Regions from separate parts of the Lactuca sativa genome. Here region 1 is linked to region 2. Evidence: chromatin contacts called from public Hi-C data. All regions are on one chromosome and are shown on one strand. Each heading gives the region's core, a stretch centred on a gene start, on an enhancer-like site or on the middle of the called end of the contact. The rest is flanking DNA. Distances are from core to core; before and after follow the strand shown.

Region 1 (7,337 bases), core at 4,522-7,021, 180 kb before region 2:
AACACTGTGAAACTGAGATACACTAGGAGTATTGAAAGTACCTATTGGATCGTTGCTCCCTTTATAACTGCATAAATTACCAACAAGCTGGTTTCCAATTTCACCACCCCCATTAACCTCCTCAACTTCATCAACCACCACAAACACTTTCACAGCCCTTCCTCCACTACATTTGATTACGTTTATCAACATTCTAACATCCATGTCTTCAACTATAGCTATATAATAATTTAATTCAGGATGGTGGAAACGAAGACTAATTCTATATTTGTCTAACAAACCAATTTTGCTTCTTACCAAAGATACAAAATCATTATAACTAATATACTCAGAAAATATCAAAGCAAGTTCAGAAATACCTCCCTGTGGTGACATATGTATTCCAGATTAGTTCCATTAACTTGCCATCTCCCACCGGTTACAAGACAAACCAAATATTCAATCATTTTTGAGCAAATTGTAGAGAGAGTTCCTAAACAAATAACAACCAAAATGATATTTTTTCTACAAAACTTTTTATATAGCAACATGATTTCGTAGTCAAACCAATTCATTTCATAGTCAAACTTAAAAAAAAAAAAATACAAAAAATACCACGATTTCACAGATAGAGTGAGAGTAAATCGCAGATGGACCTATTCCATCTGCGAAATTACCCCTATATATACAACAAAAATATTAAAAAAAAAAAATTAAAAGCACCTGCGAAAGTACAAGCACCTAAAGCACAGCTGTGCTTTAGGTGCTTGTACTTTCGCAGATGAGAAACTTATTTCGCAGATGGGGCATCTCCATCTGCGAAATCGTTGGCTAATTTTGTAATTTCGATTTTTTTTGGCTATTTTTGTAATGTCATTAGTGTAAATGGCTATTTTTGTCATTTTCTCAAAAAACTATTACTAGCGTAATAATTTTATTATTTGCAATTATAATTAACACATTAGTTTTACTCCACTTGTTTCGATTCGTTTACTTGACACTTCTATTTTGTCACTTTTTCTGTATCAGTTTGATATTTATATTAGATTATTTTTACTTAATTTGAGTAAGAGTTAACATCCATTAATCTAGATTTTGATATTTTTCTTTTAAAGAACATGACAACTAACAATATATGTATTCTATAAAATGAAATTGCATAATTCATCACATCTACATAGGATTTGGTTTACTAATAATTACGATGTTCTAAAATCTAAGATATAAGCATTAGAATTTCACTATAACTAATTTGCTTGGAAGAAGTAGACTGACAATAGCAAATTAGCAATCGACACTACTTTGTCTTTATCCATTCAACCTCAAACACTCAAAGCCCACTTTGGAATGATTTGTATTATGACACTTCTTCTCACAATACTGCCATGAAATAGGGGCCACTATTTTGATTCATTTCCTACATTAAATCAACTTGAATTTTGTTTTGTAATTAAATAAAATGAGTAAAAATATAAAAAGTTAGTAATAACTAAAATGCCTAATAAGGACAACGGGTAAAAAAAATCGGAAAATGTGTATTCAAGTACTTATAACTTCCTTAATTGATCTTACTTTAAAAAGATAGAGGTGTTGACACATCAAATGACAATGTTTTATGTTATCAGAAAATACCCACTCATTTCACAAAAGTAAATGAATCTGAGAAATTACGCTATTTTGAGGAATTATTTTAAAATGTCCCACTACAAATTTGATATCTATTTCGCATAAAAAGATATTATCACAATATATGAATCAAAAATTGGCAAAATATAAAAGTCATAAAATAATGCAGCAAAGTAATTTCGCAAAATTATTTTTTTTAGAAAGAGATGATGATTTTACGATAAATGTGTAAAAGATGGTCATATTCTGGGTTCCTAACCTTCCTTTTGGTCATTTTAGTGGTCATCCCTTATTTTAATAACTTATTTTCTAATCATGTTTAATACATTCATAACAAAAAAATAATTAATGTCAAACATCCATCCAAACCAATCCAACCTTAATATGTTTTTGTGGCCAAGTAACTCTGGTTAATTCCCTACTGTAACACCGGAGACCATGAGTATAATAACCAACCACAAATAAAAAATGTTACTATGGTTAAACCAATTGACTGTAGTTAAATAATACAATTACCAACAAAAATATGGGTTGACAAAAGGATACCAAGTTCTAAATATGATAAAAAGCAAAATGACAAACACATTATCTGTGATGTGATGTGCTTCATTTTTTTACCGCATTGAACGTCTGGCTTGTGGTTTTGTCACTGCCTCCAACAATCTATACATCCATCGATCAAGCATTCCTGTCAAATATGATACCAAAGTTATAAATATAGGCAATTTACTCGTATTTCTTTAGCTTTTATACAAAGTGTCAAGTAGAATGATAACTGAAGTTGAGATAATTACATGAAATTTACCAAAAGCTCTATGTTACTGATAGGTTTCTATGTACTAATCTTAAAAACTGTATAGCCTATTTATTTACTTTGGTGTTAAAACAGTTAAAGAAAGAGTTAAAACAAACCTGTTAAAGCAAATGTGCCACCAAGGACTGCACATAAACGAGTAATGAAATGTAGAAAACTGCGTCTTTCTTCTTTGATGGTAACCGTAATTGGAGAGAGATCATATAAAAAGTAAACAGCTGAAGAATCACATCAAACAAACTCATTTTAATTTTAAGATCTCACATATATATAATTATAAACAAAACAAGATTGTCATCATAATAACCACTAATTTGATTTCACAAAAGAAAAGAAAACAAACCTGGCCATGTCCTGTCATATTCATTCATTGGAGAGAAGTACTCGGTAACAGAGAACTGATTGGTAGGCAACACTTCTTTTGATATGTATTTATACTCGGTTGGAACAATCTACATTACCATAAAAAAAATTTTAAAAACACACCATATTATGATATACATACCATAAGAAGATAAAGCTGACATTAAATAAAATAAACTTTATAACCTTTATGTAATATTTAAAAGTTCCACTAGCACCAGGGAGTATTCTATGAGTCTCGTCTAGAGGATTATGAAGCCCTGGATACTTTGGCCCAAAAGACAAATCATGAATCACATGGCTCACATTCACATGGCTAGCTCCTTCAAAGATCTGCAGAAATCAGAGATCAATAACAAATCAGAATTTTAGATTAATAGTAATATATGTGTAGTTGTTATAAAATAAAATAGACACAAATGTCATGTACTCATGTTTTATTTACCATCTGTGCTACAAAAATGTTCAAACCATGAACTGAAATATGGAAGTTTCCAGCAACTCTTTGAACATCCAACGTCCCATAAACCTAATTCAGTTAGAAAGAATATTATGAGCAATATTTCTATTATCTATGTCTATTGTCAAATATAAATAAATGTCACAACACATACCCGACATCCTTCTCCATCATGAATTGCTTGCTTGACCTTTTTGATCATGTTTTCGGCCTCATCATCGAATCTATCCAGATGAGGTTTTTCATGATGATGTGTTTCATTTCCTAATCAAACTAATACATAAGAGCCATGATACTACTAATAATAATAAATAGTTTAAACTTTAAACATGCGATGCAACTGCTATATATGAAATGAAGCATTATACATTCAAAGATGATTACCATGATTATGTGTTGTATGTCCCTTTTCTACTAGATCCGATAGATACTCTGTCCCGATAATCATCCCTTCTTTATTCAATCGAAGCTGCAGTAACTCTAACCCGTTAAAACAATCATAATGCATCAATTACATACAGCAAGCGAGATAAAATGGAACAAATTTTATCTTAAATTAGCAAAGGGTAAGCAGAATAAATCACATATAACAGGTATTAGTCAATAGTCATTCCAACTTAACAAGCAATCCACATATAAACAACTGTTCATCTCCAATTCTTTATAGTTTCCACAGATACTATTGATGTATAAATAATGAAGTAAGGGATTTAAAGCAATTTAGATGATGAATCCTTAATATGTCATTCTTAACAGAAGGTTTTACCAGAGAACAAATGAAATCTTGACATTTTAGGAACCATTCATTTTGGTGTCATCATCTTCTATTCTCCATTTTCATTTTGTCTAGTCCTATTACAGCATAAAATCCAATACTTAGCTAGTTGCTTTGCTGGTTTCCCAACCCCAAAAAATAAATAAAAACCTTCTTCTAACATATGACATTTAATGGCGTTCTAAGGATCACAAATTTGGATAAAGAAATGACTATTTAGATAATCTCAATAAAGTTAAAGGTTAAGGTATTGTATATTGACAAAAATAAAATACATAGTCTAATCTACATAAAGAACATGTTATTTAACAACAGAACAACCATACCTTCCATATATTTGTATCTAAATCCACTTCATGTTTGCCAGACATATCAATGGCATCTACACTCAAAACTGACAAAAATACAAATGTTAATCACAGTGGAAAAAAGCATGCTCACAGTATGAACAAAACAGGGAGTCATCTTGACTAAAAGTTGCTAACCTTGACAGGGTAAAGCAGGGAATGACATGTTTATATGGATTGGTAGGGTTTCTCCACGTTTCAGGTCAACAGCCATCTGCCAACATATTAATTTTTACAAGATATAACCACTATGAAGCAATGATCTAATAAATATAAATTAGTCACCATCAGGGCTAAAAGATTATGGCAAAAGAACAAACCTCATGAACTGTATATGTAGATATGTAGTATGTCAGCTCATGCAAGAATAATGTTGCCATTATGAACAAACCTGCAATCGAAACTAGACAACCAAAAGAGGGGAAGAGAGAAAGTGAGATTTCAAATAGTGATGCAAACGATTGAATTGATTAAAATACCAAAAAATATATGAACTTCAGATGTTTCTACATTGATCCTATTTGAGTAAGTTGTGTAGATGCTATTATGGTGAACTAAACCAACAAAGTGAACTGCAACCAAAAATGCACAGCCTTGGGCAGTAAAATCCAAGAAAATTTGAGAAAAAAAAATCTTTCAGGTTGCTTCTTGGTCAGGCATATTATTTTTCTGCTTAAGTTATCTCATAATTGTAAGAATTTGTTCATTTTTTCTTCAATCTAACATGGTAGCCATCCAAGTGAAACCACACTCACTCAGACATGTTCTTATAAAGATCAAGGGAACTTTAATTAGTAATAGAAAAAACTTACCAACAGCACCAGACTGTGTTTTCTGCAATAAATGCTCTTCTGCACGCGGAAACGCATCAAGGTTCTTTAATACTTGTTTCACACCCATGATGTTTTGATTGTTTTTTAACAAACTTTCGTGAACACCTGTGATTTTCATAGCAAATCAAACAATTTTGCTTTAAAACTGAATGAAAATAATCATCAGTCAATCAGATTATACAGCTCAAAGTAGCCAAATCCTAACACAATAAATCAATCACGTATAAAGGGTTCTGTCAGCGGACCCCTAAATTTTCAATTTCTACAACAAATTTACCGAATCCCGTGATCGCAATATATCAAAATTTAGTGCGAATCTATCTGATTCGGTCGTAAACACAACAATTTCGTACTAACAACAAATCGAAGAGTCTAGAAAAGAAGGAATATACGCTGACCTGAAAGGACAAGAGGAGGGGAAGAGACCGTACGAAGAAACACGCACAAACTAAGACAGGAGGATTTGACCGGTGACAAATCCGAAGAAGACGATGATTTTGCGAGAGGCCGTCCATGGCTATCGATACAAAGTCCAACGGCAATGGGCCATGGGTCGGGTTCGAGTGATGATTGACCGGGTTTCATAACAATTGGGCAATTGTTAGAATAGCTATGAATATATTTTTAACTTTTATTCATCATGTCAACCTATTTCTTTTCAGAGAAAAAAATATTTATTATTTTTCAAGATTGATACAAAAATTAGCTATTGCAAAGCAACACCATTTTTCGAATTTTGTATATGACATTTGTGAAAATCTCATTCATCTGCAAAAAAAAAAAATAGATCCCAAAACTAGATTTGAAAAGAAAAAAAAATCGTAGGTACCATCTGTGAAGATTCAGATTGATATAATCGAAAATCAGTTGCAATAGATTAAAAAACAAACCATTATTTTGAAGTTTTATGTGTAAGTCTTCAAACACTATTTCCATTTTCCACTAGAAAAAAAAAGTAAATATATTTTAGATGTGAAATCCTATTTTGTTATTTTCGTATGTAAAACAACAAAATTAAAATTTGTTTGGTTGTTGGTGTGATTTTTATGACTAAAACACCAAAAAAATCAGAAAAAGAGGAATTTGTTTTAAATGTTGCAAGTGATCTTCGAATTTTGCATGTAAAATCTAGATTTTCGCAAATGGCATCTGGTGATTTTTAAAAAAAAATCTAGTTTTCTGACCCCTTTTTCATAGGTGGCTAAGATTTTTAGGGATATCATTTGGGAAAAACTTCACACAGTGTCGTTTCATAGATTTCTAGATGATGTATGTGAAAGTCATGATTATTTGTAACATCATGTTTCCTATCATTTCTTATTTTAGGGTTGTGGGCCGAAAGTTGATTGTGTAAAGGTTTTGGGTCTTGAGGAGGTAATGTTTAGTCCTTTTAGAATGAAGTAATGATGGTTAAGAGATTTAACATTTGAATTGTGATTTGGGCCAAAAGGTTGAAAGGGAAAAGTCATAAGTCGGGTTCTTACATGAAATATGGATTTTTGTACGATAAGTTTTTAGTCCAAGATATCTAGATAATATTGTGGGGCTCTTCAATATATTTTGGTGCATATAAAGAACGCCAAAATGGAAGTTGAAATGAAGAAGTTGCAGTAGTTTAAAAGTGTGTTGATTTTGGGAAGAAGGGTAGTACGTTAGGCGCACCAGCATGGTGAAGTCATGCATTCAAGAGCACACGTTGGGCGTACGCGATCAGAACCCAAACCCTAATTTCGAGGTTTTGAGCCATATTTAAGGTCCTTAACTTTCCTAAACCCTTTCCATTCTCATCCTCCATCTTCCCAACGTCCTCCCTTGAAACCCTAACCCTAATTTGAGCCTTGTGAGCCAAAGAGTGTGCTTTTTTGTACCTTTGAAGGAAGAAGAAGGTGGTGATAAAGCTTGGAAGCTTGAAGCAACTTTAGATCTGGAAGTGCGCATCCCTCATTAATCTCCAAAAGGTATAAAGTTAGAAGCTTTATGAATGTTTCCTTAGATCTAGTTTAAGGTGTTAAAGTTATGTCCTTTTTGCCATACAAATTGGTCCATTTGAGTCTGGTTGTTCCAAATCTTGTGGGGTGCATTTCCAGGTGTATATGAGGGTATTAGGTCATAAAAATGTGATATTGGTCTTGTTCTCCCA
Region 2 (6,472 bases), core at 3,802-6,301:
AACATTCATTCCATACTCATCTCAAATAAACAACAATATATAAACACATAGCACGTATTTTATACCAAATACTTCATATTTATGTGTTAGAAGAAAGTAACCATACACTCTCCCAAACATACACTTAATACATTCAAACAATACTTGTATTATACCCGTGTTTATGAAAGGGACTATACACCCACACATATAAACAACCTCATATTATACACGTAGCACGTATTTCATAGAAAATACTTAATAATTATGCGTTAGAAGAAAGTAACTATGCACTCATGCATCTAAACAACAATATAGATAAATATACACATAACACGTATTTTATAAAATACTTCATATTTATGTGTAAGATGAAAGTGACTATACACTCACTTGATCAGAAGATGATCTGACAGCACTACGTCTTGCAGAAGTAGTGTCTCTTTGTAGATCTGGAAGATCTTCACAAAAACCGGCTCCTCGCGGGCAGGGCTTCGGCTCGGGAATAACGCTCTTCGGGATTCTCGTGGCTTCGGATCTTGCTTCGGGGCTCGGGAATGATACCGGGGCTTCGGGATATGATTGGCACGCAAATCGAGGCAAAACTTAGAGAGAGGGAAGAGTTTGAACAAGAGAAAATGGCCGATTTCGAGTTCTATTTATAGGCTGAGGGTCTGGGATTACGCGGGGCGTAATCTCAAATTACGCAGGGCGTACTCGGTTACGCGGGGCGTACTTTGACGTCACTGCATGCGTCGATCTGTGGCACTCGAGTATCGGTCAGGCAACTTGCATCCGCCTGAGTACGCGGGGCGTACTCAAATTACGCGGGGCGTAATTGACTCGTCGAACTTCTAAATTGCGTAACTTTCGCATACGAGCTCCGTTTTCGACGTTCTTTATATCCACGCGAAGGTCAGACCATACTCTATAACTTTCATTTAGACTCCGTCGGCTAATTTTGACTTTTATTTTTATTATTTATTTTTAGAAGGCTGGGACAGAAAAACTTCGTTATAAATTCATAACTTCTTCGTTTGACGTCCGTTCTCGCCTAACTTTTCATCGTTTCGCTACTAACAACGAGATCTTCGATTCTCATTTAGATTGTTTCGGCTAAAAACCGCTCGATCTCAAATCGAGTATTCGGGCTGCATACCGCTAAGTTGAAACTTAGAAAAATCATAACTTCCTCATACGAAGTAAGATTTGGGCGTTCCTTTTATGCACGCTCTCGGTTTAACGAAATCTACGACTTTCGTTTAGATCGCTAAGGCTAAATATCGCTCTAACATAAATTCACTTTTTACGTCATTCAGCGTCGTGCCGGTTCTGTCACGAAACTTCGACAGGTCATAACTTCTTCGTTATAATTCGGATTTCGACGTTCTTTATATGTACGGAATCCTTGTAACATATACTATAACCTAGTTAAGATTATTCATTCTAAATAATCTTCTATCAGAAACTCATTTTTGACGCTTATCGTCTTTAAATTGACTAGCCCTGATCTACGGGTGTTACAGCGAGGGAAGGCGAATGCGTGACCGTACCGCTCCTCATCCTCATGATCTATTTTGGGACACTCTGATGACAAAAGAATTGGAAACGTTTTGTAAAAACAATTACTATTTGACTCTTTTGTTAGTATTAAAAGTTTAAATTTGGCGTAAATTTTTTGGGTGTTACAGGGGGGATAAAATGGAAAAGGAAAAAAAATAGAATTATGGCCCTCTAATCTACCATCACACCAAAAAAATAGAATTTCGACCCTCTAAGTCTGCCATCACACCCCCTTGCCCGACGCTCCCCCACTTCAGCCACATGTCAACCTCCCATTGGCTCAACATTTTTTTTTTCTATAAATTTTGTTTTTCAGTCATAACTTTTTTCTTTGAAAAAAATTGAAAAAAACCCATAGTTTTTAAATTTTAATTATCTACAAAATGAGAACAATCATTAAAATTTGAAAAAAAATACATTTTTTATTTTTTTATAGAAAATAAAAATAAAAATCTCCAAAAATCATGAAACTTTTTGGAACATTTATACTCATTATATTAGTGATTTTCTAAAGAACAAATTACATGAATGATCCTTAATGTTTTGTTTTTTTTTCCCTAAAGTAGTCATTACGAAACTTTTTTCCCTCAGATGGTACCTACACAGCAAACATTGCACACAAATGATCTTTATGACTAACTTTTGTTAACAGATTCTGTTAAGAGTATGTTAAAAGATGAAAATGCCCTTTGTTTTTATTTATTTATTTATTTTTAATATTTTGTTAATTAGAAATTAAAAAAAGTCTCTCTCTCTCTCTCTCTCTCTCTCTCTCTCTCTCCTATAGATCTCATCCATTTACCCCTTTTATCCCATCTCATATTGAGGTTTGTTCTTGCTTGATTGTTAAAATCTAAACCTGAAAATCAAAATTGAAAAACAATTGATTTGTGTTTGTTCTTTCTTGATTTCTTTGTGGAAATCAAAACCTAGAGTTCAGAACCTGCTCCACCAGCGATCATTGAAGTGGTGGGTGAAGATAGTGGCGTCGAATGTTGAACCACAGATCCATCTTCTCCGGCGGCAGTCCTGAACCACAAAATTGTTGTCTCCGCTGAATGTGGCTTGATTCGATTTTGTTGTTGAATGGTTGATGCTGCAGACGGTGGCTTGAAGAGAACAAATAAGATCAATGGTGGTGGCGTATCCATTAGAGCAAAAGTGAATTGAGGCTAGGGTTCAACTTCCCTGACGTCATTTTCCCATATCAACTTCTGCTTCTTTCGATCTCCATCATCTTCTCTCCGATCTTCTTTTCATTTCAATAATTCCTCAAACTCCATTTTATGTACTTGAACTCTTGTTTTTGTTAGGTTTCTACCGGTTAAAGATCATAATCTCATGATTTTTTTTATTAATTGGAACCTTTTCTAGTCGTGATCATATTAGATTAGAGAAAATTCTTTATTTTTACTTGTTACTTGTTGCTCGAGACTAGATATTCTGATTGCTTGATCTTGATTTCGTTTCTGTAAATGGAAGAGAGTGGGGGTGAGGGTTTTTCATTTCATCTGCTCAATTTGATTTCCTTTTCTCAATTGCAGGTATGCTTAGAGCATCTTGATTTCATAGATTCAGAAAAGAAGAAGAGAAAGGGAACTGGTAGGGTGGGGTGGATCGCAAACAATTATTTTGGTTGTAAGGAGTATTGTTTTTACTGTATGTATATGTGTTCTGAGAGAGAGAGAGAGAGAGAGAGAGAGAGAGAGAGAGAGAGAGAGAGAGAGAGTACCATTTGTGTGCATAAAACAAAGGGTATTTTTGTCATTTAACGAAATTTAATAGAATCTGTTAGCAAAGTTAGTCACAGGGGTCTTTTGTGTGCAAGGTTTGCTCCGTAGGTACCATATGAGGGGAAAAAGTTTCGTAGGGACTACTTTAGGGAAAAAAAAACATTAAGGACCATTCGTGTAATTTGTTCTTTTCTAAAAAAAAATTTAAAAGTAAGTTTTTGAGGTGTTTATTTTTTAATTTTAAGAGATATTTTTTTTATAAAATATAACGAAATTTTTTTTATCCAAATTCAAAATAAATGATATTGCTCTTCGTATTACTATTTTAATCAGTTTATAAAAGAATTTTTAAAAAGTATATACTGTAAATGATTCAAAAATGACTTTAAATTTTTATAAAAAACAAGACATGTATATTTTTGTTTTCCAAATTAAAAATCCTTTTAAAAGGTTTATCATATATCATATATTATGAATTCTTTTGAAAAGAAATTTGTATAAATAAAATTGTTTAGACACCAAACTTTAGTTTAAAATATTATAACTTTTTTTTTTAAATATTGAACATGATATGTTCCAAAATGAGATGATTCAAATTTTTTTGATTCAACGTGTCATGGTCTTAAGTTTCTTATGATCTAAAAATATTTTGATTCAAATATTTTATGATCATTAATTATATATTTCATGATTTAAAATTAAATGATTCAAAATATATAATGACCAATTTATTTTTTCTGAAATTCAAAAATGATATGATCAAAAATACTGTGATTAAAAATAATTTCATTCAAAATATTACGATTTAAAAATAATATGATTCAAAAATAGTATGAACAGAAAATATTTTGACCGCTAATATTTTTATTATTTAAAACTTTTATAATTGTTAAATATTAAAATCTCGAACCAATATTTAGTTTTAAAAAAAATAAAAAAAAAAGTAAACAAAAACACTAGTACCTTCAAATATATAGTAAAAACATTAAAAAATATAATTAAAATATTTTTTTAAAAATTAAAATAACTAAAAATAAAATAAAATAAAAACGAAAAATAAAATAAAAAACCTAAAAATCGAGAATATATATATGTTTAATTAAAAAAATAATAAAAAACGAAAATAAATAATAAAACCCAATGAAGTGGCGTTTCATAGACGTTCGTCACACGCGATTAAATTCTCAAGTCGGTTTTATTTACCACGTACATGCATTGCATGTGAACGCGTCACATTCAAATATTGAGTTAGACGTCTATGTTCTTGACGAAGTGGTGATAGAGAATTGTCATTGTAGTATTCACTATTTTTTTTTTGAGGATAGCACTTCCATATAAACGAGAAAAAAATAGCTTAAAATGGGTGTGATTCAGGAACCAACGGCTTTGATTATGAAAACGGATAAGTTGTTCCCTTCTCATCCCTAAACTGTAACAAAAACCTCACAATGGGCGCTTGACAAGCATTCATATATTAATGAAAATCAACACATCATTTACGTTATATCGAGTATTAATTTAAAAAAGAATGTTGAGTTGCTGAAGAAATTTACATAGACATATAAATGATTACTTTTTACAAATTTTAAAAGTTTGTTTTATGCAATTATTGGTAATTAAGAGTTTAAGACATAGGGTAGTGTTGTAATTATGTAAGCAATCTAGTGGCAAATGTGCAGTGGCAAGTGGTGGCGAGGACACCGTCTTGTATTTAACAATGTCCTAATTGGCTGGCGATTACTATAGACGGCCCCACACCGTGTCTTACCCCCACTTAAGAAAAACTATTGCTACTACTAATACCCTTATACCGACCCAGATTCTCTTCGTCTCTCTCTCTCTCTCTCTCTCTCTCTCTCTCTCTCTCTCTCTCTCTCTCAAGGAGGAGCTTCAGTAAAGGTGAAAGAATCGTTTCAGAGATCTAAGGTTAGTCGATACGTGAATTGCTTCGATTGATTTTTAGAAGTGTTATTGTGAATCGAACTTTTGGTTACTTTAAATTTGGTATAAAGTATGTTGAAATATGGAATAGATATGGCTGATTTTGTATCTGGAACTCCAAATTTTGTACACAGTATATGAGAATTCGGCATCTGATAAATGAACTACTTAGAATCAATTTCTAGTACTTTTATTTTGAATCACTTTGGTATGATGAAGTATGTGAAAATTTGGTTAGATTCTGTTTTGGTATCTGGAAGCTTAAATTTTGTTAGAAGTATCTGAAAGTTCGGGATCGAATTTCGAATTATTAACTGATCATCGCGCTATTAACTATTTAAGTTTTGCATCGATTTATGGTACTTTTTACAGCTTGAGTTTTTGTTGATCAGCTTTTTCGTATTGTTGCTTTGGCGTATCATGTAGAATTTTCTAGATATATTAAGATCGATATGCTCTGATTTTCTACCTGATTTGATCATAGAACTTTAAATATGGTTTTGTTTATCTGAAGCAAGCTTTTATCATTTTGCTTAGTTTGAATCAGCTTCTGATCATATTAAAAGCCAGTTGTTATGATAGTCTTGAATTAGTTAAAAGTTAAAACCCAAGCAATAGATTTAAATCATCATAAATATGGACCTCGATCTCTTAAAGTAAAACAATATATATGAGGTACCATGAGTTTGGGGAGATTTGATCTATTTCCTATAAACTGTTTTGATTTCTTCTGGTTGGATGATAGTGCTTGTAAAATTACGAAAACTGCCATCGACCGTCGTTACTAATAATTTAATTGATCAAAATCATTATAACATTCTCTTGAAATACAAGAGATGGTAGGAATTAAATTTTTCCTGATATGGTCAACATAAATCATATCGATCAGTATGACAACACTTTTGTAACAATTGCCCTTAGAAAATGGTCAAAAGTTTGCAAAAGCTTAGACAAAAGAGTTTTATTCCTGATTTAATTTCAAATTATAATTCCATAAAGTGAAATGAATATCTTAAAGAAAAAGCAGCCTTTAAGACAATGAAACTGATTTTGTTTTGTTCAAGCCTATCTAAATTCTCAAATTAACAATTTTTAAAGTTATAATAAAGATAAAATCGAATCGATATTTATCAAGCTTTTGCTTAAAATAAAAGCCACATAATTATTTAGACTATGAAAGCAATTATTGCATATATTTGTAGTACTACAACTATTTAGAATTTACATACAAGAGTTTAATGTTGTGTAAGATGACG

The links. A called contact is a pair of places that touch in the nucleus more often than the background predicts.
Region 1: a contact with region 2 is called in a Hi-C map of leaf, with 5 times the contacts expected there. The contact joins the promoter of LOC111884445 here to the promoter of LOC111884443 in region 2. A contact is called at or near these places in 3 of 4 Hi-C or Micro-C datasets (leaf and seed).

The regions. Positions count from the first base shown.
Region 1 is chr3:49,187,200-49,194,536 of Lsat_Salinas_v11, reverse strand. It overlaps LOC111884445, which reads right to left and starts at 5,771. Exons shown (of 12, transcript XM_023880769.3): 1 at 5,596-5,771; 2 at 5,177-5,302; 3 at 4,685-4,767; 4 at 4,503-4,578; 5 at 4,344-4,411; 6 at 3,627-3,711; 7 at 3,397-3,506; 8 at 3,228-3,311; 9 at 2,969-3,115; 10 at 2,763-2,871; 11 at 2,518-2,637; 12 at 2,051-2,293. The coding sequence starts at 5,264. The coding sequence ends at 2,220.
Region 2 is chr3:49,005,600-49,012,071 of Lsat_Salinas_v11, reverse strand. LOC111884443 (COP1-interactive protein 1) reads left to right here and starts at 5,051. Exons shown (of 6, transcript XM_023880767.2): 1 at 5,051-5,201.